Regions from separate parts of the Mus musculus genome. Here regions 1, 2, 3, 5, 6 and 7 are each linked to region 4. A link is a contact called in public HiChIP or PLAC-seq and promoter capture Hi-C data. All regions are on one chromosome and are shown on one strand. Each heading gives the region's core, a stretch centred on a gene start, on an enhancer-like site or on the middle of the called end of the contact. The rest is flanking DNA. Distances are from core to core; before and after follow the strand shown.

What was found. Promoter capture Hi-C pulls out the DNA fragments that hold promoters and counts their contacts. HiChIP or PLAC-seq counts read pairs in DNA pulled down with a chosen protein or histone mark. Capture Hi-C pulls out chosen DNA fragments and counts their contacts.
Region 1: a promoter capture Hi-C map of liver shows a contact between it and region 4, with 6 times the contacts expected there. The contact joins the promoter of Slc35f5 here to the promoter of Mcm6 in region 4. A contact is called at or near these places in 2 of 39 promoter capture datasets (liver and pre-B cells), 1 of 484 Hi-C or Micro-C datasets (muscle stem cells) and 1 of 115 datasets of contacts at active chromatin or transcription factors (astrocytes).
Region 2: a contact with region 4 is called in an H3K27ac HiChIP or PLAC-seq map of bone marrow-derived dendritic cells, with 7 times the contacts expected there. The contact joins the promoter of Actr3 here to the promoter of Mcm6 in region 4. A contact is called at or near these places in 4 of 39 promoter capture datasets (hippocampal neurons, liver and pre-B cells) and 2 of 115 datasets of contacts at active chromatin or transcription factors (astrocytes and bone marrow-derived dendritic cells).
Region 3: a promoter capture Hi-C map of adipose tissue shows a contact between it and region 4, with 4 times the contacts expected there. The contact joins the promoter of Yod1 here to the promoter of Mcm6 in region 4. A contact is called at or near these places in 6 of 39 promoter capture datasets (the 3T3-L1 cell line, cranial neural crest, hippocampal neurons and 2 more), 1 of 115 datasets of contacts at active chromatin or transcription factors (embryonic forebrain) and 2 of 9 other capture datasets (adipose tissue and liver).
Region 5: a contact with region 4 is called in an H3K27ac HiChIP or PLAC-seq map of embryonic stem cells, with 5 times the contacts expected there. The contact joins the promoter of Dyrk3 here to the promoter of Mcm6 in region 4. A contact is called at or near these places in 2 of 39 promoter capture datasets (embryonic stem cells and liver) and 3 of 115 datasets of contacts at active chromatin or transcription factors (astrocytes and embryonic stem cells).
Region 6: a contact with region 4 is called in a promoter capture Hi-C map of liver, with 3 times the contacts expected there. The contact joins the promoter of Mapkapk2 here to the promoter of Mcm6 in region 4. A contact is called at or near these places in 5 of 39 promoter capture datasets (cranial neural crest, hippocampal neurons, liver and 2 more), 1 of 115 datasets of contacts at active chromatin or transcription factors (astrocytes) and 1 of 9 other capture datasets (liver).
Region 7: a promoter capture Hi-C map of pre-B cells shows a contact between it and region 4, with 4 times the contacts expected there. The contact joins the promoter of Fcmr here to the promoter of Mcm6 in region 4.

The regions. Positions count from the first base shown.
Region 1 is chr1:125,559,249-125,563,123 of GRCm38.p6, reverse strand. Slc35f5 (solute carrier family 35, member F5) reads right to left here and starts at 2,122. Exons shown (of 16, transcript NM_028787.5): 1 at 1,840-2,122; 2 at 759-849; 3 at 483-624. The coding sequence starts at 1,879.
Region 2 is chr1:125,433,499-125,437,319 of GRCm38.p6, reverse strand. It overlaps Actr3 (ARP3 actin-related protein 3), which reads left to right and starts at 1,593. Exons shown (of 12, transcript NM_023735.2): 1 at 1,593-2,035. The coding sequence starts at 1,992.
Region 3 is chr1:130,715,481-130,719,117 of GRCm38.p6, reverse strand. Yod1 (YOD1 deubiquitinase) reads right to left here and starts at 1,791. Exons shown (of 2, transcript NM_178691.4): 1 at 1,307-1,791; 2 at 1-402. The coding sequence starts at 1,634. It overlaps Pfkfb2 (6-phosphofructo-2-kinase/fructose-2,6-biphosphatase 2), which reads left to right and starts at 3,297. Exons shown (of 15, transcript NM_008825.4): 1 at 3,297-3,397.
Region 4 is chr1:128,358,266-128,362,266 of GRCm38.p6, reverse strand. Mcm6 (minichromosome maintenance complex component 6) reads left to right here and starts at 2,562. Exons shown (of 17, transcript NM_008567.2): 1 at 2,562-2,808. The coding sequence starts at 2,702.
Region 5 is chr1:131,135,858-131,139,514 of GRCm38.p6, reverse strand. It overlaps Dyrk3 (dual-specificity tyrosine-(Y)-phosphorylation regulated kinase 3), which reads left to right and starts at 1,281. Exons shown (of 3, transcript NM_145508.2): 1 at 1,281-1,435; 2 at 3,144-3,255. The coding sequence starts at 1,359.
Region 6 is chr1:131,096,427-131,100,381 of GRCm38.p6, reverse strand. Mapkapk2 (MAP kinase-activated protein kinase 2) reads left to right here and starts at 2,539. Exons shown (of 10, transcript NM_008551.2): 1 at 2,539-3,093. The coding sequence starts at 2,857.
Region 7 is chr1:130,863,333-130,867,246 of GRCm38.p6, reverse strand. Fcmr (Fc fragment of IgM receptor) reads right to left here and starts at 1,470. Exons shown (of 8, transcript NM_026976.3): 1 at 1,351-1,470. The coding sequence starts at 1,387.

The DNA of each region.
Region 1 (3,875 bases), core at 873-3,372, 2.8 Mb after region 4:
CAAAACCACCTTTTATGTAATTAAAAAAAAATCTTCTGAGATATGTTTCCTACAAATGTGAGAAAGCTGTAGGTAGGACTGTAGAAATGGCTCCATGATTCAAAGAGCTTAGTATTCCTTCAGAGTTTAGTCCCCAGTACCCACGTTACAGGACTAACAATTATCTAAGTTCCAAGGACTCAGATGCCCCCTTCTGGCCTCCACAGGCACGTGTGCACACATGTGCATATATAGACACACATACACACAAAGTTTTTGTACCTTCAGAAAACAACAAAGAGCATCCTGTCAATTTTTACTTTAAATGACACTAATTCAGTACCAAAGAAAAACAAAGAATTCAACAATATTTAAAATACTGATGTTAGAAGCATGAAAATACTATAGCTTGACACTATATGTTATCCTACATCATTAGCAAAATCCTCTAGGTCCATGTTAATTCTATCACAGTGCAACATCATTGGTGGAGAAATACATACCGAGGTGAGTTCTGAGGATGCCACCCATATCACATCAACCAGCAGGAGAATCACTATCCCCAGGGCCATTCGCCTGCGCTGACTGAAACCACTGCTCTGGGAATTCACACGGTTCATGATAAACACATAAACCATTTGCAGTCTGTTAGTTTAGAAAACAGAGATCTCATTAGAGCCTCTTTGAGAAGAACCACATAAAAATTAGAAATCCAGCCCAAGGAAACAAGAGACATTTGCTAGTAGTCTCTGCTTTTTACTGATAACATGAGAATTTACCTTGTTGCAAGGGCTTCTCTGAGATCCTCAAATGCAATGCCTGCAAAGCGGGCAGAGCCCAGTCCAAATGGAGGTAAAGAACTCAGCCCACCTAAAACAGCACCACAGAAATAACGCTTAGGGAAAGTTCAAGTGTAAAATCACATCTTTTCCACTCTTCACCTTCAAGGACTATCAAAATGTATGCAACAGAAGCCACCCTGGGGACATGTAGCTTAGTAGTGCAATGCTTGCCTAGCATGCATGAGTTCTTGGGTTGCATCCCAAACACTTCCCAAACTGGGCACAGTGGCACGTGTCTATAATCCTAGCACTTGGAAAGTGTGGGGTGTGGGGGGAGGGGAAACCAGAGAATCAGAAGATCAAAGTCAGTCAGAATACATACTGAGTTCAAGGCCAGCATGGGCCATATGAGACTGTGTCACAAAATAATAACAACAGCAAAACAAATACAAACAAGAAATCCCATGCTAGCGGTGTCGCTCAGCTAGTAGAGTGCGGAACCAGGCCATAAGCCTGGTGTGCTGGTGCATGCCTGTAAGGCAGAAGACAGAAGTTCAAGGTTACCCTTGGCTACAAAGTGATTTTTGAGACCAGTCTCGGATACCTAAGACCTGTCCCCGACCTGACACCTCCCAGCCCCCCAAAAATAAAAGGTTATACTCAAAGAGGTCCTGGGTACCAGGCGGGTAAAAAAAACGAGAGAGAGAGAAGAAGATTCCACATATGGCACATTGAAGAGTGCTGTAAACGGATCCTCGAAGTCTCATAAACAGAACTCTCTAGATTCTCCCTTCAGGACATCCGCCCCTGGCAGTCTAGACACGCGTGTCCTTACCCCCCCATCTCCAGGGGATTCAGCTCGCTGACAGGAAGTGATGTGCGAGGGTCCACTCCCCTCACGTGAGAACCAGGATCATCCTCGCTCCCCACCCGCCCAGTCACGACAGAAAACAGCTGGCACAGGGAAGCCGCCCCTTGGCGAGGGAAAGACATGAGGAAAACCCAGCCTCTTGCCTCGTGAGGGGCGTGAGAACTCTGACCCGTCCTCCCTGGCCGCGGACGCCGGCCCACCGCCTACCTGGCCTTCCTGCCCCTCGATGGAGTCGTGGCGGCACCATGAGCGGCCCCGGCTCGGCCCGCCGCCCAGAGCCGCCGCCTCACACCGCACGCACAGACCCCAGCATCGTGCCCCACAGCAAGCCCAACTTAAGAAGCTGCGCTGCCCCTCGGCTCAAGGCCGCGGCTGTCACAGCACTCGGCCCCGACGGAGGGGAGTGACCCAGGCCACCGGACGGCGCTGGCAGCGAGAGTCCTGGAGGCCCGGATTGCGGCCGCGGCCCAGGCCCCGCCCCCGGCCGGTCAGCCAGCCAGGCCACGCCCACTGCTGGCCAAACAAGCCCATCCCACGGCTGGCCAACCGGCAGGCCCCGCCTCCTGCCCGTCAGCCAGTCAGACTCCACCCCCGACCTATTGACCACCTAGAGCTGCCCTTTGAGCAATTAGCTAGGCGAGATCCCAGTCAAGCTCCGCCCCTGGGTAGCGAACCTGGCAGCGCATCCCGGTAGACAGGAACCGCTCCGGGTACCCTGGACCCCATCCTGGAGACTCTAGGCCCCCAGCTTGTCCACCAACTAGGTGACATCCTCCCCATCACTCAGTGAGTCAACCGGTCAAGCTCAGCTCTCAGTTCGTCCACCCGGCGTCCATTCTGCCTCCTCCCCCAGTTGACAATCCATACCCTAGGCCTGGGTGGTCTGCCCAGAGCCCCGCCCCCCAGACAGCCCGGCAGTCCCCGCCCCTGTCCAGTCAGCTTCAGCGGCCCCGCCCCCTAGCCCAAAGACTGCGGGCGCGCAGGTTACGTCACGCCGGACGCGACTTCGGACCGGGGGAGGGCACGTTTCCTGGTTCTTGTTGCCGTAGTGTGGACGCCAGCCTTGAACAGGCTTGTGGCTTGGAGTCGTGACAGTGGCGCGAAGGAACAGAGAAGGGAAGAGAACAGAGCGGAGAGGGCGGGGATGTCTAGAAGAGGGAGAACCCAGCCCTGGCAAGGCTGCCAGACTTCCCCACTGCCCCGCCCTGAAGCGAAAGCTGACTGCACCATTTCTTCCAGTGTTTAAGCAAGCATTTTCCAGTAGCCCTTTCTAAAATCAGGCAGTGTAGCTTGGCGCCCCGTTGGATTCCTAGATCGTTTTTGTCCGTAAACTAGAGCTTCATTCTTGCAGTTAGAAGTTGTAGACCAGGTTATTCATCTCCCTGGCCCTCACTTTTTTTATGGGAAGAAAAAAACAAAAACAAAGCCATAAAACCATGTGAGTGCCTCGGCTGTATGTTTACACCCAGTATACATACATTCTCAAACAAATCAGTTCAGCCTGTGACACATAAGACCTCCACAGATGCTAACCATGGGTTTTTGTTTTATGGGTATTGAAGCTCCCATAAAATTGAAAAATTGGCCAGGATCCTGATTTATATTTAGATTAACACGAGACTTAAGGCTTCTGTAGCCACAATTGCATTGTTAGCATTTTTATCAAATGAGGCAAGGAAATATTTTTTTCTCATGTAGTCACTGTGTTTCATCCTTCTCTTTTAACTTTGTCTACAAAGTCTTATGACTAAAATTAAGATGGACATTTTGTGATCTGGTCGGATTCTAAAAAACTCCTGGCATCAAACACTTCTAGTCACTGAGAAACCCACTGCTGGAACAGGAGAGATAACTTAGTGGACAAAAGTCCTTGCTGTGCAAGCATGAGGTCCTGAGTTTAGATCCCTAGCGCCCATGTAAAAAGCTGGGCTTGGTCATGTGCACATTTGCAACCCCAGCACGATGAGAGGCAGAGATGGAAGGATCTGTCTTGCTACTTGCCAGACACTTCCGGTTCAGTAAGGAGTAAGGAGAGTGACAGAGCAGGATACCTAATGGTCTCTGGCCTCTGTCTGTACACTCCTGCACACAAACAAACACAACTTGCTTGGTCATTCAGTTAAGAACAAATGATTAAGCATACTGTAGTGGTTTGAATAAGTTTGGCCCAGGGAGTGGCACTATTTGGAGATGTGGCCTTGGAGTAGGTGTGTCACTGTGGGGGTGGGCTTTAAAACACTCTC
Region 2 (3,821 bases), core at 344-2,843, 2.9 Mb after region 4:
ACATGACACAGATTTTGCAGTTATAGTTTCCTGAAGATCTAGCCAAGATCAGTCAGCATTTCAACCAAACTGACTGGATTCAGGAGATTACCAAAAAATAAATGAAAATCAGAGGGGACAGGAAGGGAGGAGGAAGAAGAGGAAGAAGAGGAAGAGGAGAAAAGGAGGAGGAGGAGGAGGAGGAGGAGGAGGAGGAGGAGGAGGAGGAGGAGGAGGAGGAATACATTGGGATATCCAGGGGAGCCAGAGAGAAGGTTCTGGGTAAATTCAATCAAGATATAGCATTTACATGTATGGGATTGCTAAAGAATAAATAAAAGACAAGCCTGTTGGGAAGGAAAGCTATTAACTTTCCAGGTTCCTGCTGATGAGAAAGTAAATTCTCAGGTTCTACTGCACATTGATTTTGCCTAATCCCCTGGGAGATGACCCAGCAACATACTTTAAGCTTTCTATGTTACTCTGATGTATTCAAGTTTTAAAAGTATTACTTTTTAAGTCTGTGATGTAAAAAAATACATATCTTTTTCTCATCTTTCTTTCTTTTTCTTTTTCTTTTTTTTTCCAACTAGAAAAAGTTGGTATCACGTTAACAGCACTCCACAGAAGGAAATTCATTGTCACTTCAACCGGAATAGAGGCCACCTGCACAGAGTCTATTTTGTAGAACACAACCTCTGGGACACTGGCCTTTCTTAAAGGCCGGAGATAATCTCACTACTCTTGAAAGAAGTTTATCATCACCCCAAAACCCAAATAAAGGCCATTTGTACAGGCTATGTAGAGCATAACCTCTGGGAAACTTGATTTTTTAATTTTTGTTTTATATTTTCTTATGAGGGGGAGGATGTGCGCAAAATCAAAGAACAACTTGTGGGGGTCTTTTCATTCCTTCCAGCATGTGGATCTCCAAGGGCTCAAACTCAGGTTAGTGAGTGCAAGCATCTTTACCTGCTAAGCCATGTCACTGATCCAACACTTGCCTTTCTTGGAAGACACACAGGAATCCCCAAACCCTGAAGAAGGTGGGTTTGTTATTGTTCAACCTAACGTCTTGGATCCTTGCCTGTCTTAAAAGCAAAGGCCCACCATTTTGGGGAGCTTGCAAACTACAATGCAATAGTATAACTGACATAAATCTCAGGACACATCCCTTTTCTGACTGCTCACCTACAGCGATTATGGGGACATGCCGCTGACCACGTTTCCAATTAGCCCTTCACCCCACAGTAGAAAGCCTCCTGCCCATGGCTCAAGTTAGCAGAGAAGAAACACACTCAACACCCACCACCACCAAAAGCCAGCTTCCTAACTAAATAACTGCCTGACTTCTGGGCTGCCACCGGCCAGAAAATGCGAACTGGAATCTTCGCAAGTCGGAAGCGGAGCCGCGACCCACAGCTGCGCGCCACTGCGCATGCGTAGCCGCTTCTGGACCCCCTTCAAGCTCAGCTTGGCTTCTGGGCTTCCAGCTATTTGAAAACCCAAAGTGGACTTTCTGGCTATCCGGAAGGGAGCCGGGGCCGGGCGGCCGCACAGTACATCGCACGCACGCGCGCGCGTGCTCGCTCCTCCCACCCGGAACCGGAAGTGGGAGCGATCGCGGCCTGGGGCCTGGCCTGGCCGGGGCGTCGGCAGCGGCGGCCATCTTGGCTCCCCGCGGAAAGGCAGTGCGAGGGGGAAGAAGTTGTAGGGTGGGGGCGGGAGCGAGGAGGAGGAGGAGGAGGGCGGAGAGCGGAGGGGTAGAGGAGGAGGCCGCGGCAGGGTAGGGCGGGGACAGCCAGCCTGCCGGCCGGCCAGCCTGCTGGGCTTGCGGAAGTACTAGCCGACTGCTCACTCGCTCCTGCTCGGGCTTCCCACAGCTCCCTCCCTTCCTCCCTCCCTCCCGACCGAGGGCGGCCCGGGCCGGTGCATGGTCAGCCAGCTCCCATCTCTAGCTCCCCGGCCTCTCAGCAGCACGGAACGGACGGCAGCGGCGGGCGAGGAGGAAGATGGCGGGACGGCTGCCGGCCTGTGTGGTGGACTGTGGCACGGGGTACGGCGGGTCTTCGGGGTGGGGGAGACTGAGGCCGGGGACGGGCGGAGGAGGGAGATGAATGGGGGGAGCCGGCCAGACTGGCGAGGGGTGGTGCCGGGAGCCTCCCGGGACAGAGATCTTTTCCAGGCCCTTCCTTTCCGAGGAGGCCGTCTGGCCCACCTGGCTGTCCTTTCCCTTCTCTCCCCTTTGCTGCCTGTGAAGCAGGGCACCCACCGAGGACCTCCAGACCTAGGAGCAAGGAAAAGAGAGAGAGAGAGAGAGAGAGAGAGAGAGAGAGAGAGAGAGAGAGAGAGAGAGAGAGAGAGAAGCGCTCCTTGCAGATTTTGCAAGATCGCGGTGACAACTCTCGATCTCTTAGGGCGTGTGGGTGGGGAGAGCGACGAACCAGGCTGTGAAAATGGGAAGCTAGCATGGGGGGCTTTTGCAGCGGACCCACGCGCCGCCTGGTTTCCGCCCACACCCATTCGTAGCCATCTCCCACTACCCATTGAACCAAGTCAGTTCCAGCGAGGAGGATCTCACGGGGGTTATAGCTCTTGCCTCAAAAAAGTCCCTTGGTGAGCAAGCGCGCTGCAACTTCCTTAGTTTTGTCAAAGCCGCTTCCTGCTTTCCGTCTTTTATAGCCTTATAAGGTAGTTTTTCGTCTCGAACGTTACCACGTCTTATTAGAACTTTCAAAATTAAGCAGGTTGCATAAAGAGTACATTATGAGTGGTAGGTATCAATATGTCTGAACTAGAAAAAAAAATGTTCTTGTGTGTCCACGGAGGGAGACAGAGGGGAGAGAAGGGACGCACCCTGGAACCTAAACGTTTGTTCACGTTCGTTTTGTGACTGTGTCTTGAAAACTGAAAGGGGGTATAAAGGAATGTGTTTGATTTAAAGTAATTGTTTCTGATAGTAGTGTGGTTGACTAAAATGACTTTAAAGTAGTGGTTTTGTATTAATGAACCTTGTCAAGAGTTACAACTTGCTCTGGGTAGTGACCTAGAGAGAAGACTGTACATTTTTTTATGTTCTACGTTGAAATCCTTGGTGGAGGAAGAGGCCTGTCTGATCTCGAATCCCCCAAATACATCAGTGGTTTTGAGGATAGTTGCCAACCTTTTTCCTCTTATTCTCCCTACCACAGTTATTTAAGCGATGCCTTTTCTTTCCCTCCACACTAGTTAAAACTCTTCTGCCTTTATTTGTAATTTTGTCAGGCAGCTGGAAACAACAGAAAACTTTTTTTTTCTTGGAAAACACTAGTCTAGTCTTGGAATTTCTATGTATTTTCTTAGTTGACATTTTATTAAAGTTAGGTTTTCTTTTAATCCAGTGTCACCTCCCTGAAGTGTTTCTGTGTATGTGTTTAAGTTTATCCTTTTGTAGTTTAATTGATCAGTTGTTGGATGTTAGAGCCATTTTAAAAATTAGAATTAGCCAGAGTGAATAGGACTTTTCAAGTGTATTGTATTGAAGTGACAGATAGTGCTATGTTGTACTTTCATGCTTTAGAAATCACTGTCAGTAGAACCACATAGTCACTGATCACCTTATAAATAATGCCATGGCTGCTTAAGTAGGATTTGTCTTTTTATTCTTTTTATGTATCTATTTTCCTCTTTTGGAATGCAGTTTTGGTTATTTTTGAATGAATAGTATTTGGTACTTGAACTTAATTGTCCCTAAGTGACCTTTTTTCTTAAAGGGCAACCTTGAATTAAGAACACATTTGGAGTGGCCAGGAAAAGTGGTACAACTTATACCTAGGCTATTTCTGTGTCATATCTCAATTACT
Region 3 (3,637 bases), core at 542-3,041, 2.4 Mb before region 4:
AACGATCAATTCTGACTGTCTGTGTATCTACTACACATATTTCACATTGGTAAAACTTAGACAGGATTGAGATCTCGATTGCCCCCCCCCACGTATCATCCCTTCTGATCCAATCACAGTAGTCTTCGTTTGTCTTTCCCAGTATCGCCTCACTATACAAGACTGGATCACTTGCTACAATTTGTGCTATGAGGCGTCTCATCTCAGGGGCACAAGCTGGATTCAAGACTCCTCCTTCCACGACATAGTACACACTGGTAAAGAGGCAAGAGTTGTCTGCTGGGACTGCGGTTCTGGTAAGCACAGGCAGAGCTTCCCTGACATAACTAGGAGCACCATATTTTGAAAACGCAGGTGAAGCTTTTGGTCTGGTTTGGTCTTCTTCAACAATCAGCATGTCACCTGTCAAAAATAAAACAAATCCAGAACTGCAGAGAAATTATAGATTGGGTGTTTATTAGCCAACTCAGAAAATTAGAAAGCAAAGGAGTTAAAAGTATAAAGCGGGTTACCAAGGAGAACACAACTTTGTAAACAAGAGGCCAGTAACTCTCTAAGTTTGTTTGTGTTTAGTTCAGTGTCTTCAGAAAGAGGCAAACAGAACAAAATGCTCCGCGCTGCATTTCAACTTAAAAACCAAATCTTTCAGATGTTCTCCACAGACTAGGTAGGTCACTGGGGTGTTCTTTGCACTTCGCATGCCTATACCATCTGACAGCTCGATTCGAGGGGCCTTGCCACAAAATGGAAAAAGCTTTGAATGGTCAACACTGACGTTCAAGTTCTAAACCTGGGAACAAGTAACTGCTGTTGGTTAATTCTACAGCAATAAACACAACGTCCAAGTGTGTGTGTGTGTGTGTGTGTGTGTGTATGTATGTATGTATGTATGTATATATATATATATATATATATATATATATATATATATATATATATATATATATATGAGACACAAGATAAAAAGAAATTAACACACAGGGAAAACGAAAAATTGGTATCTCAACCGCTGACCTGCTGATCGGGATAGGGAAAAAGAACCATCCCGTCAGGGAACAAGGGTCCTGCTGTCCTTTGGGAAAGCAGAGGAAACAAATGACCTGGAAGCAGGCTTGGGGAACAGGGGACTTCAAGACTCCAGCCTTGTCTCTAAATCACAAGTAAAGGACTTGACACCTGCCCCGGCCTTCCCGGAGTTCTGGTCCTCGAAGCCCCTAGCTGTCACATCGGCACTCTGCCTTACTAGCTTCACTCTTCTCCCCTCCACGTCCTCCAAGACTTCCCCGGCCCCGGCCGGTGCCCGTACCTGACTGGATGGGCAGGTCCCCAAGAGTGATGTCCCGGTCGCTGAGATCCAGGCACTCGGGCGGGTAGCCAACGAGGATTCGCTGACTGCCGGGAGCGATGCCGGTGATAGCGGCGATTTGGCCCTGCAGCTCCCGTAAGCGGGTCCGGCTGGAAAGACCCTGCAAAAGGTGGGTGCCACCCTTGGCCTTGCAGCGGACCCGCCACATAGTGTCGGCCGGCCGGCCTCCTGCGGGGCCAGCCTTGGTCCCAGCCTCAGACTGGGGGACAGCGCCGGAGTAACCAGCGGGGGGGACCCCAAAATGGCCGCCTTTGGCGCCTCCAAACATCGCGAGAGGTGGCCGCTGGGGCGCTTCTCGCGACACCTCGGTGGGGGGTGGGGGGGACTCGGCCTCGGTCCTTCCAAAAACGGCGCGGGCTCTTAAAGTGGCAAGGGCGGCCGCGGGTGAGGGTTGGGGGTCGGCCGGCTCTCCCGAGCGCTCCGGTGAGGCGAGCTTCGCGTCGGCAGCATTTATGCTCCAGGGAGGAGGGCGGGGAAGGAGTTCCCGAGTCTAGCAGAGCAGAATGTCACCTTGCAGGGAGGTCGCCAATGATGAAAGCAGCCTCCCAAACACCAGGCAGAGCCGACTCATCGTCGGGAAGGTAAACAAATGCCAAGAGAGGTCAGAAGGACCCACCAAACAGTCACGCCGCTGGCGGGGTTCGTGGCTGCGCCGAACTGATTCATTGAGGCCAAGTGGACGGGACGAGCGGGGAGTCCCGTGAGACGAACTTGAAAGCGTCCATCTGCCACCTCAGAAAGACTGTATGAGGTCAGCAGCCGTGCCTGGGGCGATCGCCTCACTCCCGCGGTTGGTGGCAGGGCTCAAGAGGACTCACTCTTGGTCATCAGGATTCCAGTCCGATTCCTCGTATCCCAGTAGGAAGACACTTCATCATGGCAACGCAGTCCTCGCGGTGGCCGAGAGACAGAAGACAGACGGGCAGAGAGGAGACCTGACCAGATAGCTAGCCAGTTTCCAACTCTGTAGCCCGGGAGCCCGAGACTGCCTTGACCATAGTTCTAAAGGTGTGCAGTAAACGCCGAATAATGACAGTTCGTAGCACGCTGGAACTCGCCGCGGGGGTGTGAAACGCATATTTGGATTGTGTGGAAGATGACTTGACTCTCGGGTCAAGAAGGAAGGAGTGAAAACAGTTCTAGGGTCCCTCCCCCACCGTTTAGCCAAAGCAGCAAACAAGTCCCCCTCCCCACTCTGGACTGTCAAGCATTGTCAGGTACCAATGGTGTGCAGGGGGAGTGACTTTGAAAAGTAGTTCTGGGAGATATAAACCCCACTGCAACAGCCTCTACTGTGAATCAGTTACAGCGAATCTGTCCCTCTGTACCCTCACACCAGGAGCGGGTGCACTTCTCCTCCTCCTTGGCTCTTCCAGATGACCACAGATAATGTAGCCTGGGTCCAGGGATGGAGGGGGAAATCAAGGAACATGCTTTGGAGTCACCTGTCTGGTGAATGGGAGGCTCCCGGATCCATAGGCTCCAAGGATGCTGACCAGAAGTTGTAGTTAGTTAGCTCTTGCCTTCTGGTAGCCAGCAAGGCATCTTTACAAGCCGACCTCAACCTCCCAGAACCTAGTCTAGCTGGAGATTCAGGAACGAAGGCGTTAAGCCTCACTTTTCACCAGTCACTCCCACGCAAGATGTCAGCCAAACAGGTCTCGCGAGAATAAGGGAAGGGGGGGGGGGAAGGGAAGGCTTTTAATTCACCCCGCCTCCAGCTCCATTTGTTTCCAGGCAACAATGCCACCAAGCTCCCCTGGGCCGGCTGCTTTGCGAGCTGACAGCCTTAGGCTGTCACAGGTCCTCCCAGACCCCAGGAGCCCGCCCCCTGCCCTGCAGGTGCTTCATTGGTCCAGCGTGCCTCCAGGTGAGGGCTGACGCCAGCGTGGGCGGGGCCAAGCGCCCCACGTGACTCGCCCCAACCCCCGGAGCCCGGACTACTTCAGTCTGTCTGCCAGCTTTGGTACCCGGTGCTCCGGTGGCGACACTGGGTCTACAGCAGGGAGGACGAATAGGACAGGTCATAGGGTGAGCGGTAATTGAGCAGTCTGGACGCGGGGCTGGGGTGCTGCGCGGGCGCGGGGATGGTGCAGAGCGACAGTGCTTCGTGCTTTCGGGAAGTGTAGCTCCGGGTGACGCTCCTGGGCGTGCAGCCCTTCAGGGACACTGAGCCGCAGCTGCGGAGTGAGGACTGGAGAATTGGCTCTGTCAGGCCAGGAGCCGTGCACGGGTTTTCTTTTTTCTTTTCTTTTCTTTTTTTCCTTTTTT
Region 4 (4,001 bases), core at 1,313-3,812:
AACAGAGACCCAGTGCTTGCAAGGGAAATTGACACAAGCTCCTATCCCCAACCTGGAAACTGTCTCCAATTGACATCCATTTACAAAGAAAAATTAGATTTTTGCATCTTTTGGCTTCTGAGGGAATCTTCAGGGGAGAGACTCTCAGGTTTGTTTTTGATTTCTTCAAGTTCTAGATCCGAAGTGTGTGGTGTCTATGGCAATAGGGTTTTACCTTCAAGGTCTAAGATAACTGTATTTTGGGGGGGCAGTCTTTCGGACTTCCTTGGCCAACAACTTGAAGAGAAGATTTTGCTGCCTAGGACTGGAGTTTGTATTAATCTGTATCTTTTGAAAGGGAGTGTTATCGCTGCAATTGGAATAACTTCAGGAAATGTATCTTCATATGTGTATATGCTATAACTTTTCAGTCACCCTTAATGCTCTAATCCTCCCTCTCTCCCGCTTTCTCTGTCTTGCCTTCCCTCTCCCAGAGTAAAAGCTCAACACCACAGGGGCTGTCTCCAGTTGTCTTCCCTTGCGTAGCATTTGTGATCTGTTATTCTCCTTTCTAGAGCGTGTTCTACAACTTTGCTGATTTCTGCTGTTATTTCTAACAATATACACACATCTAAGGATTCAGAACTAGTATCCACAAACCATCCAGTCTCTCTGGAGTTGGGTTATCTGACTCAGAAAAACAGTTTTCATTTATTTATTTATTTATTTATTTATTTATTTATTTATTTATTTATCTATTTAAGGCAGGGTCTCACTTTGTAGCACTAGCTAGCTGGTCTGGAGCTTTTAAGGAAAAAAAATGTAACAAAACACACACCACACACTCACACTATCAACTAAACCTGGGCATCTGGGCACACTTGTGAAGGGTTTTCTTGGTTGGATTCTGTGACGTGAGAAGATTTACCTTAAATCTGCATCTTTTGTAATCAGAAGACCCACACCCTAAAAGCCCCGGAGTGGTTTTTGGAAGGCAAGGGCAGCTGGATCTCTTGACTTCAAGGCCAGCCTGGTCTACAAATCAGGTTCCAGGAAGCCAGGATTACTACACATAGAAATACTGGCGCACGCCTTTAATCCCAGCACTCGGGAGGCAGAGGCAGGCAGATTTCTGAGTTCGAGGACAGCCAGGGCTACACAGAGAAACCCTGTCTCGAAAAAAACAAAAAAACAAAAAAAAAAAGAAAAAAAGAAAAAGAAAAGAAATACTCTCTCTAAAAATAAAAAGGCCCATCCAATATCTGGGCCACACCTGGTGACAGCATACCTAAAATGACACAGAAGGAAGCCTTTTGTGCGTTTGCCTGCCTGTCCTCACTCTCACTGGCAAGTCCATCTATCATCCTGCTGCTGAGGCAGCAATTAATGTATTAGAACCTGTTTCTTCAGGACTCCCAACATTTAATGAAAACCTGCTAAGACATCCAGCCTTGTGGGCTGAACCACCATCTGCTTGGCGTTTTTATTGGAAGACAGCCACTGTTGAGCTAGCCAGACAACAGCCTGTATGCTAAACTTAGTAAATCCTGTGTGTGTGTCTTTATCAGTTTTGTTTCTCTAGAAAGCCCCAGGATTCTCACTCAGTGAAGGCTACATTTGGAGTTGGCAAAGGAGGGAGGGATTTGAGGCTTCAAGTCTTCAACACCTTCAATTGCAGATCTCTATAGTATATTTCCTAATAGATTATAAAAGTATTAATTTTATATACTCTGCCTGGCATTAAATTTTTAACATCCAGTAAGCCTCGAAAAAGTGACTTATTTATTCTGGTCCAGGTTTACTGTGTCCTGGAAGCCCAGGATAAAAGTGCTGGTGGTGAAACAAGTTATCAGCACTAAGCTATCAAAGTCGAGGAGGGACTGGCAATGTGGATCATTTACTAGCAAGGTAGTCCTTGTTCTACACTCAGAAGGCTTTAGGTTCAGTCCCAGCACCACGTGAACCCAGAATTCAAGGCCAGCCTGGGCTATGTGAGACCCTCTCAGTTTAAAAAAGAAAAGAAAGTCAAATGGTATGCAGATTGTCAGAATATATCTATCTCTGTCTTTTTAAGTGTATGTGTATGCACATGTGTTCTTAGAAGTCAGAAGAGGGTATCAAAGTCGCTAAGCTGGAGTTAAAGGTGGTGACTGTCTCATGTAGCTGCTAAGAAACAAGCTTGGGTCCGCTGCGGAATGAGTTACTCTCTAAGCCTTTGCTCCTGTCCTCCACCTGACTTTTAAGGGGCTCTCTCCTGTAGTTTGGTTTGCTCATACCTTACTTCCTCCAGATGCACAATTCACAGTAGGTTTAACCCTGAGTGACCAAAAACAAAACAAAAAAACCCAAAAAAGTCTATACATAAACTCTGGGGGTAAAGGGAGAGAGGGAGGGGTTAGCTCCTCAAGCCAAAACAACCAGAGGGTGGGTGCGACTACATTGCGCATGGGCAAAAGCTTCATGGCGTATGCTTTTGGCGCGAAAAGTGCGTGCGGTGGGCGGGGCTCTGTACGGAACCGCCATTGATTGGACGGGTTTGGCGCGAAGTAGCTCAGCTCCTACCCTGTTATTGGCTGAGGTGAGAGGGCGGGGCTAGCCGGAGGCGCGCGCGAAGTGGCAGCGCGGAAGGAGCTACGCGTGGAACCTGCGGCCGGGCTATCTGCAGCTGCGGACTCTCCTCCGCGGTGGTCTTCCCTCAGCAGCGCGTACTCTCGGCGCCGCCATGGACCTCGCAGCGGCCGCGGAGCCCGGCGCCGGAAGCCAGCACCCGGAGGTGCGCGACGAGGTGGCCGAGAAATGCCAGAAGCTGTTCCTAGACTTCCTGGAAGAGTGAGTGGCCTCCGGGGGCTCGCGGGCCGGGCGGAGACCGGGGCCATGTGTGCTCCGGAAGGGATGGGCCCCGGCCCGGCGGGAATCCGAAGCCTCCTCGACTCCTTTCTTCACCGCAGCGCTCCCTTGTGTCATACTGTGCTGCTTTTTCATTACGTTTCTAAAACAGGGTTTCGAACTCGCTGTGTAGCCAAAGATGATTTTGAACTTGTAATCCTCCAGCCTCCGCTTAGCTTGTGCTGGAATGACAGATGTGCACCGCCATGACTAGTTGGGGCGATGCTGGGAATGAATCCCAGCAGGACTCACGTCGCAACCCAGTGAGGCCAGAGTTTGGTTTTTTGGGAGGTGGGGGGGGGGGGGGGGGGCGTTACCTCTTGAGTAGGGTTGGGCACACAGCCCAGAACCAGGAGCTTGCAATGCAAGCAAACCTGGGCCAGCTCGTTCTAACAGGAATCTATGGCTTGATGACTGTTCAGTGAAATGAGTTCTGCCCTATATAATGAAAGAATTGTTCTAGACATCTAGCTGCCTCCTTCCCATCCCTCCCTCCGCTTCTAGCACCTAGCAGCAACCACATACCAGTGTGCTCCTTACTCTTCCGCCTCCAATAGTAAACAATTCTTTTCTTTTTCTTTTTAAAGATTATGTCAGTATATAACAAAAACTTAAGAGTTTTGACCTTTTGGGAGTGTACAACAAGCATCTTGAGGTGCATTCAACTTGTACAATGATCCCTGTTTGAAACTCTTCCAACTCTACCTACTAAATAGTTAGAGCCTCTCTAACTCTCCTAGCCTCCTGACACCTGCCACACTTCTAACATTGAACTGGATCACTATAGGTGCCTCCGATAAGTGTGTGTGGCTAATTTTGCTAGACATGCAGCTTATTGTAATCAAGGGTTTGCCTTTTAAGGCAGAATAAAATGACATGGCACGCGTATACTGGTTACCACATATTGCTGATCTAGTCGTCCTTTTGGCTCTACAGCTATCTTTTGAAGTTCTGCTATACTTAAAACTGTAAGCAGGCCAGTGTTGGGCACAAGCCAGCGGTAGACGGATCCTATGAGTTCAAGGCCAGCCTGGTCTACAAAGTGAGTTCCAGGACAGAGCTCAGGGCTACATAGAAAGTCTGGTGCTGAAAAACAAAACAAACAAAAATAACCCTCTGGAATTTAAATTCTATGT
Region 5 (3,657 bases), core at 32-2,531, 2.8 Mb before region 4:
AGGCAGCCTCTGTATCTACTCCCCTAACCCGCTGGAGGCAAGTAGAACAGGAAGGCTTTAGCTTGGCTCTAGAAGATGCGCCTTAAAGACAGAAGGGAAGACTTGCAGTGATTCGAAATGAGGTAATTAAACATGTCCAGGCAAGTCCCAACCAACCCTTCCGGTAGTAGTCTGGGGTGTTCACCTCTTAGAAGTCCTGAGAGCAGGATCAGTTAGTAGAATTTTGTAATCTTGGAGCGGGGGAGGTGCCTTTGTTGCCATGGAACTCTGTCTACAAACAAGAGTCAAAGAGCCCAATTTAAAAACAAAAACCCTAGGAAAGTAAGATTGCACTGGTTGTGGATGAAAGAGAGACAGAAAACTTCTAAAAGATCATCATTGAAGAAAACATTTTTACTTATATCACAGGCTAAGTCAACACTGAACAGATGAAAATAAAGTGTCCCAAATGGACAGATTCTTAGCTGCAAATAGAGTGTGGATCTTCTGAGAACAGGGACTGTGACTTTTACGAACCCCAAAAGGAGCCTCGGTTGGACATTTGAAGATTCGTGGAATTATGCTCTATGAAATAATTTCCAGTGTGCACCAGGTGGCGTGCGCCACCGATGCGTGGAAGAACCTTTGGTTTTTGTTTTGTTTTGTTCTCATAGATCCAATGGGCTCATCCTATGTGTATGAGTTTATGCCTGTGCACCACATACGTGCCTGCTACTCTCAGATGTCAGAAGAGGGCATTAAACACCCCGGGACTAGAGTTATGGATGGTTGTGAACTGCCACGACCGTGTTGGGAATCAAATCCGCTCTTGCAGAGGAGTTTTGCAGCCTTAGGAAATCTGATGGGCACCAAGCTCAACACAACCGCCACTTCTGTGGCTTAACAGCCTTTCTTTTCACTTCCATTTTAACTGTCGAAATAGACTTAACATGGACGGTACTTCTCAGAAAGAGTGAGGTACGCTTTCACATATTAAAGATGCGCAGAGCTCTCCAAGCGGTCTGCTGAGCAGGCAGGCTGTGCTGCTGATACTCCCATGTTTGGTTTCACGGCTAGGTGAATACGAAGAAGCGTAGGTTCCAAGCCAGTTTCCTCTTTTGCAAAAAGAACTGCGAGCACACCACCCAGGAACAGCACGCCCCTCGCTCCGCCTCCTCCCCGCTCCCTCCAAGGCGGCGTTGCGCAGGCGCGGCAGGGCGTGCGCGGTTGCTAAGCGACGCGGCCGCTCCCGCGTGGTCTCCCTGCGGACCGCGCGAGCCCAGTGCCCAGCCTCGTCTTGTAGCGAAGCCAGCAGGTGCGGTGCTGGAGGCGACCCACCGGGCCAACCGCCGCCTCTGTGTCCGCGGGGCGAGCTCGCGATGGGAGGCGCAGCCCGCGATCGCGGGAGGAAGGACGCGGCGCTGCCGGGGGCCGGGCTCCCGCCGCAGCAGCGGAGGTAACGGCGCCCGGGTAGGAGCGGGAGGACTCCTTGCGGGTCTGGGCTGCCTGTCCATCAGCGCGGTGAGCGGGAAGGGCGGGGGAGGGCGGGCGGGACGGCGCGGCCTCCGGAGAGCTGGGTCTGGGACCTGCGCGCAAGACCTGCGCCCTGTTGCTCCGAGAGTCTGCCCAGCCCGCCCTGGCCCTGGGGTGGAGCAGCAGAGACCCGGGACCTTGTTCCCCATGTGCCGCTTTTGGGGGGGGGTCCCTTTCCCCCTCCGCATCGGGCCCTGGCTAAAGGAACCCAATCCGCTCGTTCGCGTCTGGCTGTTACTCTGCAGATGCGGTGCTGGTGTGTTTCATCGTGCAGTATGGCAGAGGCCGGACCTGTCTAGAAAATTGCCTGTTATCAAAACATTGTCTGAACCTCAATATATTTTTTAGAAGATATTTTAATTTCTTGTGGGATGTTTTTAAAGCCCTCCTTTATTCCTTTAACACTTGTGTTAAACTCTATAAGTATTTTTTTTTAATAAGACAGATCTCAAAAGTGACTGAAAAGATATTTTTTTTAAAGACAATGAAAAATGTTACCTAGTCATGGTTGTGTTAGTAGTATATAATCTGAGATGGTAACATGAACCGGTGACCAGAGTGACCCGCAAATCCGTAGTCTTGGGAGCAGATAAAATGCATTATTCAAGGCCATCTTGTGGCTTTAGTAAATCCTGCCCATTGTTTGTGTGCCTTCACTGTGGAGGACCCACAGTGTAAAGACAGAACCATTCTGTAGTCCTTTAGCATTTTAAATATCTCCATATGCCAGGAAATGAAGTGGGAACAGAAGAGAGATTTGGTACATCGTGTAACTTAAAGCAAAGCATCGGGTGGGTTCCTGTTGGCTGCCTTTTTTCACTAGTTAGCTTAGCTGTAAATGGGTGCATAAAATAATGAAGAGAAGACAGCTGTTCTGCTAGTCTTCTCTTCTTGTAGTCTGAGAGTGTAGACGTCCTTTTCTTCCCATTTACCTGTGAGGCTGTTCAGAGGGGGAAGGTAGCACAGCCAGGGGCTGAAACTAGAATAGAGGTGTTAGACTTGCATTCTAAAACAAACCTCTATGTTATGTTTATTTCTTTCTGCTTTTAGGTTTCTTATTCAGTTCAAGTTAATTGGTAGTCCCTCATTTTTTGAACAGCATTCGATTACTTATTATTTGTTAGTTAGAGACAGGGTCTCTTTATTATGTAGCTTTGGCTGTCCTGGAAGTCACTCTGTAGACCAAGCTGGCCTCAAACTCAGCAGAGATCCACCTGCCTCTGCCTCCTGAGAGAGGGATTAAAGGAGTGTGTCACCACACCAGTCTGTTGTAACTAATGTAAAATTGAATCCAGAGATTTTTTTTTTCCATTCTTTACAAAGAAAAAGGAAACAGATGTGTTGGTGCAGAGGTGGAGGCAGGTGGATCAGTTTGCGTTCGAGGCCAGTCTGCTCTACACAGCAAGTTCCAGAACAGCCAGGACTATGTAAGAAACCCTGTCTCAAAAAAACAAAAAAAAAATTACAGGGAAGAGAAAGGTTAGAGTCCTTCTCTCCCACTGCCGACTGCCCGGCTTGTTTTTGTGCAGTGTCAGAAAGGGTAAGAAGCGCTTAAATCCTGGGGTGTTTTGAAAATGCAAGCTCATTTTGTTTAGTTACTGACCGGTTTTATCTGTAACCGTTTCTCCTAGGTTGGGGGATGGTGTCTATGATACTTTCATGATGATAGATGAAACCAAGGGCCCACCCTATTCGGACACATTCAGCAACCCCTCTGAAGCACCTGTCTCCAGAAGGCTAAATGTAAGTAGGAAAGGAAAGAAAGTTGCTTGGGGGAAGAGGAAGTGCTCCTTAATGCTCTTGGCAACGCGGGAGTTCCATTTGTTATTTGTGGGTTGGCTGCTTTTGTTTTGAGGTTTTTGGTTGGGGAGTGTGTGTGGTTCTTTTGCTTTTTGAAAGATTATTGTTTTGACACAGAGTTGCTTAGTGTGTGTAGTCCTGGCTGACCTGGAACTCTGTGTAGACCAGGCTGGATTCAAAGTCAGAGGTGTACCTGCCTCTGTCTCCAGAGTACTGGGATTAAATGGGTATATTACCATACTCATATTACCATGCTTGGTTTGCTTTTGATTTCTCCTGACTTGGGGAAAACAGTTTCTGTGGTTTGAGGTCGGCTTTTTTTGGAACAGTTTGGATTTGAAGTCC
Region 6 (3,955 bases), core at 1,290-3,789, 2.7 Mb before region 4:
CTCCCCAGTTGTAAATAGAAATGTTAGGCTTTTTCTCATTCTCCCTAAGAGTAAGGCACCTGTTAGTGTCCAAGAATTGCTGAAGGAAGACCCCCAAACTCAAATAGTATGCAGAGGCAGAAATTACCAGCATGCAGAGGTCGACAATTCATCAAAATAGTGAGGACCTGAGGGGCTTGCAGGCCCCCTTTTATGCAGGGCTTGGAGAATTTTCCAGAAGGATTAGCTAACCTCTAATGGCCTCTAATATGATTGGGAGGGGCAAAGCAGTACCATTAGTACACTTTTGATTGGCCACTATGTTAGTTTCAATATATTTGGTGAGACCTTGAATTCCAGAGACCAGCTCAGCTCTGGCCCTGTTATCTCCTCTGGCCAGGTGTCCAGGAGACTGTCTCAGCTCTGGAGCTCTCCTCCCTAGTTCAGGGTCATCATTGACTAAAGGCCCATTGTCAGTGGCTCCTTCCTTCTGAGGAGCCCAGTATGCTGCTCAGGGAATTGAAAATTTTTATTTCTAAGGTTTGTATACCTCTCACACCTTCTTCTCCTTCTCCTCCTCCTCCTCTTGCTTCTCCTCCTCCTCCCTCCTTCCCCCCTCTTCATATTGATTTATTTATTGTTATATGTAAGTACACTGTAGCTGTCTTCATACACACCGGAAGAGAGTGTCAGATCTCATTACAGATGGTTGTGAGCCACCATGTGATTGCTGGGAATTGAACTCAGGACCTCTGGAAGAGCAGTCAGTACTCTTAACTGCTGAGCCATCTCTCTAGCCCCTCTCACACCTTCTTAGGACAATCGGATTCTGTTCATTTCTAGTTTGTAGTTTTGCATGGTGCCTTGCTGCCTCTGAATAGCTCATTCTCTTTCCAGCCTCTGGAAAGAAAGAGGTGATGGCTAAATGCCAACAAGAGGTCCCAAAGACCTTCTGTGGGTACATGGGGGCAATACAGAACTGAGGCAGTCAGGGTGGGAACCTCTTTCCACAGGAGCCAATGAGACCTTCCACCTCCTCATCCCCAGATTCCTTCCTTTCTCTGTCCCTGCATCTCCACAGCCTCAAGCAGTGCCTTTGAAACAGGGCGTTGTGTAGCTTTGTCTTCAGTGTGGAAGGAATCTACCCAGCTGCAGACTGAGGAGAGCCAATGTGCCTTCTATTCCCAGGTCTGTATCTGCCACACTGCTAACCCAACTACTGCATCTATCCCCCTCCCCCCCCCCCCCCCCCCAGTTAGAATTATCACCACAGGGATGAGCGAGAAGTATTGAGCACTGAAAAAGCGCTTGTCTCCTTGATCCATAGTGAGTTGGATCTCAAGAGGGGGCCTACAGTCCTCCACCTGTTCATCTCTGTCTTCCTTGGAACAAGTATCTTCCGGAAATCTAAACAGGGAACAGCAAATGAGTCTTGCCATCCTGGGCTATGTCTCCAACGCCCTTTTCTCAGGGCACTGTCTCGTCTCCAGAGTTTTGTTGGGACATATTAAAGACTTTGTGTGACCATGGGTCAGGTCTCATCTTTAATTTGTCTGTATTAGTAAGTAAACCAGAGCTTTGTATCTATCTTGTTCCTTTGTCTCATTTCTTAACTGCTGTAACAGTCAAACCCTTGTGGATCTCAGCAGTGCTACAGGCCAGTTAGGCCCAGAGATTTGTACTAGAACTAGGTTGCTTCAGGACTACTTATTGGCTATGGCCGCAGGGACCATTTCCCCAACTCTAGAACCATTTCCCAGCCCTTCCCCTTGCTCTATAATCGCAATGAATTAAGAACACAAATGTATAAGTGTACCTCCCAGAGAGACATGAAGTTTGTGGGTATTTTAAGACAGAGTCTGTCTTTGTTGTTCAGGCTGGCCCTGTGACTTGTTATCCTCCTGCTTCAGTCTCCTGCATATAGCCGGGATAACAGGTGGCTAGAGTGCCCCATTCCATCTTGGGTCATTTTGGGTTTATATAAAAATATGTTCGAATTCATAATAATTAAATTGTTCGTGGTATCACAGTAGTACATTCTTCTCAGTGAAAACCAGTAAGTCCATGAGAGAAAAAAAAAGTAAAACTCACAAGTATGTTAAGGAAATTGTTACTATTGCCTGACACCTGATCCTAGGATGAATAGTCTCTCTTATTCCCCCAGTCCTGGCCCCCGGATTCTCGCTCTGCTCGGGTACCCCTCACCCCCCACCCACAGAGTCCACGTAGAAAGATTCTTATCAATTATCCGTTTCTTTCAAAATACATCTCCTCCAATTCTCCGATGACCTGTCTTCTAGATCCAAGCAGCTGGAGGAGTGAGGGTTTTGTTTGAACTATCCAGCAGCTTTTCTTTTGCCCTCCTCCCTTTCCCCTCTGCCCGGCCCGGGTTAAGAACTAGGATGTCTCGATGCCCTCCACAAGCCCGCTTGCTCGCAGTCCCTAAGCTCTCCCGCCACTGGACTTCCTCCCCTTTAAGGCCCACCCCTCCCCCATGTCCACGCCTCCCAGTCAAGCCCCACCCTCGATCCTCCCCTTTAAGGACTAGCCCAGGACGCCGAGCAGCCTGTGACGCGGCCGCCGCCCCCGGGCTGGTACTTCTCGGCGCGGCGATTCCTCCGGCCGGGCCCTGCCGTCCCGCGTTCCCCGGAGCGCACGTCTCCGGGGGGAGGGAGCAGGGCTGGTGGGCGCCCGCGGCGCACAGCGGGACCCACGGGGCCCCGCGACCAGCCGAGCCTGGAGCCGGGCCGGGGCGGGGCAGCCGGCTCCAGCCCGGAGCAAACTTCGCCGCCGGGCGGGGCGTGGCGGGGACCCGGGCCCGAGCCGGAGGAGGGGGCGGCCGCGGCCCCTGCCTCTGCGCGCGAGTCGCCGGGCACCATGCTGTCGGGCTCTCCGGGCCAGACTCCGCCGGCGCCTTTCCCCAGCCCTCCACCGCCAGCCCCGGCCCAGCCGCCGCCGCCGTTCCCCCAGTTCCACGTCAAGTCGGGCCTGCAGATCCGAAAGAACGCCATCACCGACGACTACAAGGTCACCAGCCAAGTGCTTGGCCTGGGCATCAACGGGAAGGTGCTGCGGATCTTCGACAAGAGAACCCAGCAAAAATTCGCCCTAAAGGTAAGTCTGGGCCGCCCGGGATCGCGCTGAGATCCGGTGCAGCTTCCGGTCACCCCGCGAGTGGCCGGCACCCGAGAGGACTCACGGGGACTGCCATGTTGGGGTGTGAGTGGGATCCAGCCTGGTGGCCACTCTTGGGACCCGGACGGCCTCTGCTCGCTTTACCCGGCGCCGAGGACACGGTGGCCTCGTCCTCCCTCCCTCCTTCCTTTCTGCGGGCACAAAAGGCCCTTTACTCATTGAGCTGGTTGGTCGGTCGGTTTGGAGAAGTTCGCTCTCTGAGGTTTCCTTAACCCTACTCCTTATTTGGGAGCCGGAATGTGACTTCGCTCTCCTCGGCCTCGCGAGGTCGGCGCGCAGCGGTGGGGCGCGTCGGCGCGGAGCGGCGCGGCACTGGAGACTGGGGACCCCGCCTCCGTGCCCCGCGATCGTCTGGAACCGCCAGCGCCTGGCCTGCGCTGCCCCTTAGGCTTGCGCCGGGCTGTTTCCATTGCTCCCTCCACCGTAGGAAACCTTGTCTGTAAGCCAGGCTTGGCCTAGTGCTGGTACACTGGTCCCTGGTAGCCGGAGACTCAAAGGCAGGAAATACTATTCCTGCATTTGGGAAACCCACTCTTAATCTCTGTGGGTCTACCCGTCTCTGCTTCTGTCGGTGGTAGTGGAGAATGGGGATTTCAAAAGGTCCAAGTGAAGCAGGGAAGGCTGTCATTCAGGGTCACTGCAAAGTTTTCTTCTCTCAAGGGTTTCAGGTTACACCATATCTCTAAAGGTCACTTGTCAGGTTTCTTTCTCCTGGGGTGTCTCAATGATTGGAGGAGCAAAGTACTTCCTGTGTTATATTTTGCTCTTCCCCTTCAGCCCA
Region 7 (3,914 bases), core at 221-2,720, 2.5 Mb before region 4:
CTATCAGAGAACACAGATGTTTCCATTACAATTTATATCACTAGCAACACTGCAGCTATGCAGTAGCGGTGAAAATAATTCTATGACTGGGGGTCACTACAACGTGAGGAGCTGTATTAAAGGGCCACTGCTTTAGGAAGGCTGAGAACTGCTCTAGACCATCGTGGCATGGAAGCTATGGTAGCAGAAGTATGAAGCTGCCTGATTATATCTCAGGGTGGGCTGGTAGGTCGATCAACAAATGGGAGGAAGGTGAACTCAGTCCTCTGCAGCCTTTCTCTTTCTTCTTTTTTTATTCTGTTCGTGACCTCGGCCCACGGGATAGTAAAATCCGCAGGCAAGGGGGTCTTCTCCCCTTGCTGAATTCTTTCTGGAAAGGACCTTGCAATTACATCCAGAAGTAAGCTTGACTAGTACCTCAGCATTTCTCAATCCAGTCAAATCCTCAGCAAAGCTTAATTATCACAAAGCAGGCATTCCTGACAAACTAAATAAGCTGAGCACACTGAGCCGAAATAGGACATGGCTGTGGCTGGGGTTCAGAAGGTGCTTGGGAATAATGACTGTGAGAGATAGGTAGGTTTGCCATGACCTGCAAAGAGCCAGGTAATAATGGTAAACTGGGAGTAATGACAGTAACAGGGATGGTAAGCGGGGACAGCCTGAGGGAGGGTGCAGGAGGGGGAATTTGTAGCATTTGTACCAAGAAGAGGTCTATTTCTCTGGAAGAAGGTCCGTGGGAGCATGATAAGCTCAGATTCTAAGGGAGGAGAGTGTGTTTTAGTTAGTAGATAGTGGGAGCCATGGAATGACGTTATAATCTTAGAGACGCTTAACACAAATGGAATAGCTGGCTTGTATGGCAACCAGGGAAGTATATTAGGCAAGGCATTAGGCGCATGTATTCCAGATCTTGGTGGTCATTCAAGCGGATTGCTGGGTAGGTGGCTGTAAGCTGAGATAAGAAGCTTAAGGGAATAGTTTAGGGAGACTTCATTTGAAAGTTTCCAATTTCAGAGTGAAGAAGAAAGATCTAGAGGAGAAATACATACAAGAAGAACAAACCTTGGAGACATACATTTTAAGATCCCCAAAAAGTGAGTCTTTAAGATATGTGACACGTTCAACCCTTAGAAATCTAACAGCTGTCTAGGGTGGAAGTCTGGAAGCATACTGAAGGAGTGGGGAGTGGCCAGCATCCACTTCACAGGTCTCCACCCTTGTTCTCTGTGCCCCGGCTGCAACTGCAACTCTCCAGATGCATCAGGGTCAGAGATGGCTGTCAACTGATTACCTCTGGCTAATTCAAACCTGGTAGTTAAGTCTGAAGTGTTTCCTCAGAGCACTCACCTGGCAGGAAGTAAAGTAACCAAAGCCAAAAGTCCATGGTTCCCTGGAGGCCCTGGAGTGAGGCTGACACACACCGATCACCTGGGAGCCTTCTACAACTGGGTGCTTGAAAGCTATGCTGGACCTCTTTGAGTGGCAAGGACTTAAAATGAGGAAATGATAATCTGTTTTGTTTGCTAGCTAGTCTTTGTCTAAAAAAGAAAACACCAGCGAACCATAGCGGAAATCAAGAATTGAGAAAACACGTACTGCATAAAAATGAGTGAGCAGGTCCAAGCTCTCAGCCTGAGCAGCTGCCAGGCCTTGCCCCCTCTTCTCAAAGGGACCTCCCAGGATTCATAGGTGCCGACTGACTTCTGAGCTAGAGGCATTTGTTGTTTCTCCATCCTCAGGACAACAAAGCTCATCACCAACTCATCTCTCCCAACAACAAAGCCTTTGTGGACCAAAGCTAGGCTTTGAAAGTCACCTGGGTTTTTTTTTTGTTTTGTTTTTGTTTGTTTTTTTGTTTTTGTTTGTTTGTTTGTTTTGGTATTTCAAGACAGGGTTTCTCTGTGTAGCCCTGGCTGTCTTGGAACTCACTCTGTAACTCCTCCCATGAGTACTTGTGAACACCTACTATTTATAGTGATATTAGCCATGGATTTTGTGCAGTCTACTGCTTTTGTCTGAACTACATTTATCTAGAAAACAGATGGAGGTGAGACACATAGCCTCTGGTACTCCAATATGCACACTATCATTCCTGAGGTCTTAGGCACAGCTTGCTCAGGGCCTCAGTTAATCTTTAGGCCTCATTCTCTTACAGTGGTATCTGAAAGGCGCTTCCCTCTGGCAGAGGCACAAGCCACTGTCTAATAAGCAGAAGACAATGCTAAGAGTCAGGTGTGACAAGTCACATAGCAAACTCTGCCCTTAGGGTTGGCAGTCTGGTCGAGCCATTTTTCAAGACACCCAGTGGCGAGGGTGAGTGAGGCTCACTGATGGAGAGTAGAGAAGCTGAGAATAAGGAAAACAGTTTCAGGCTTCAGACAAAATGGTTTGTCCAGGCTTGACTTTGTTCGCCTTGGGCAAGCTTCGCTGAGCCTGTGTTCTCATTGGTCACTTGGGTATGGTCACTGTCTTGTCTGGTGCACAGCAGAGATCACTGATGTAGAAATGCTATAAAAGCCCTTTACCATGGGCTATTTGGCTTTAATGGTCTTTCAGGTGTGCAAAGCTGTAACTTATCAGAGGATTCCCAGGTTTTCCTTGGGTCGGGGGTTTCATTCGCCAATGGTACCCCTAGTCTAGGCTTCCTAGTCACTTTTGTCCACACTATTTTAGGCTCATTGGTGGCTGGCTGCCTGCACACCACTCCTTCCTCACGCCTACACACCAGATTGGTCACATGCTCTCCAAAACAGAACACAATGATGTCCTCAGCCCTGGAGGTTGAGTGCGAGCCCAGAGCAGGTGCAGAGGAAGAGGAAAGAGGAAATGTGTGGGTGCAGGCTGCCTTCCCTGCTCTGCCCAGCCCTGCCCTTCTCTCTCCAGGTCTCTACTAGCTCAGAGCAATGGGCATGAGATGTCCTCCAGCCAACAAACAGGCCAAGTGGACAGAGGGCAGTCTCTGCCTCCTGGTTAGAGTAGCCGACTGAGGGCAGTTTCAGCTAGGATCAGTGCCTTACAGTTCTCCATGGAGAGAGCTCTTTGCAGTGGTCCACACCCATCCAACAGCTAGCTGGGCTCTCCATTAGCTGGTTAAATGGTTAGGATTGCCTTGAAGTCCTGGGGTAGGCTAGATGAAGGACAGGAGAGAGGGAGTTTATGAGTGAATATGCTAAGTATTACAGTGGGTATGAGAGAGTGTGGATGTCAGCATATTGCTAATGTGGGAGATCAGTGGCCTGTACAAATGTGCAGCATGCTTTATGTAAATGGGTGCTGTGTGGTGTGTAGACATGTGACATGTGTTCTATGATATATGATGTGCTTTGTGACATGTGAGTATATGATGTGGCTGTGAGTGTATATTGTGTATATATAATTATTACAGATATGTATTATGTATGTCTATGATGTTCAGGAACTCGCTGTGTGGTTGAGCCTGTCAATCAGGGCTGAAAACATATAGACAAGAGGAGAGAATTTAACATGTATAGTCTTTAAAAAAGATTCCTTTTTAAAAAGCATAGGGTAAAAGCAAGAATTAGTATAGATGTGTGTGTGAGGGGTTGGCCATCTTCAAACCCTTTGGTCTACCATGGTGACCTGCCTGCAGGATACACTGTTGCAATAGTGCCACAGGTGGTGTGGGAGTATCTGATTGGAATTAAAGCCCACCTCATGAGATGGAACCTGTACCTGACATTGCTCTGGTAGCTCAGGGTTTGAGACTAGATAGACCATGGTCCTAGGGGAAAGCCAACTATTAGTGTTCTGGTAAAGGGACACTGAAATAAAAAGACTCTTGACAACATTCTGCTGTGTGTAAATCTTGCTCAGCCATCATCAGAGAAGCTTCCGCTTGCAGTATGTGACCTAATACAGAGACTCACAACTCAAACCGTACAGTCCTCAGT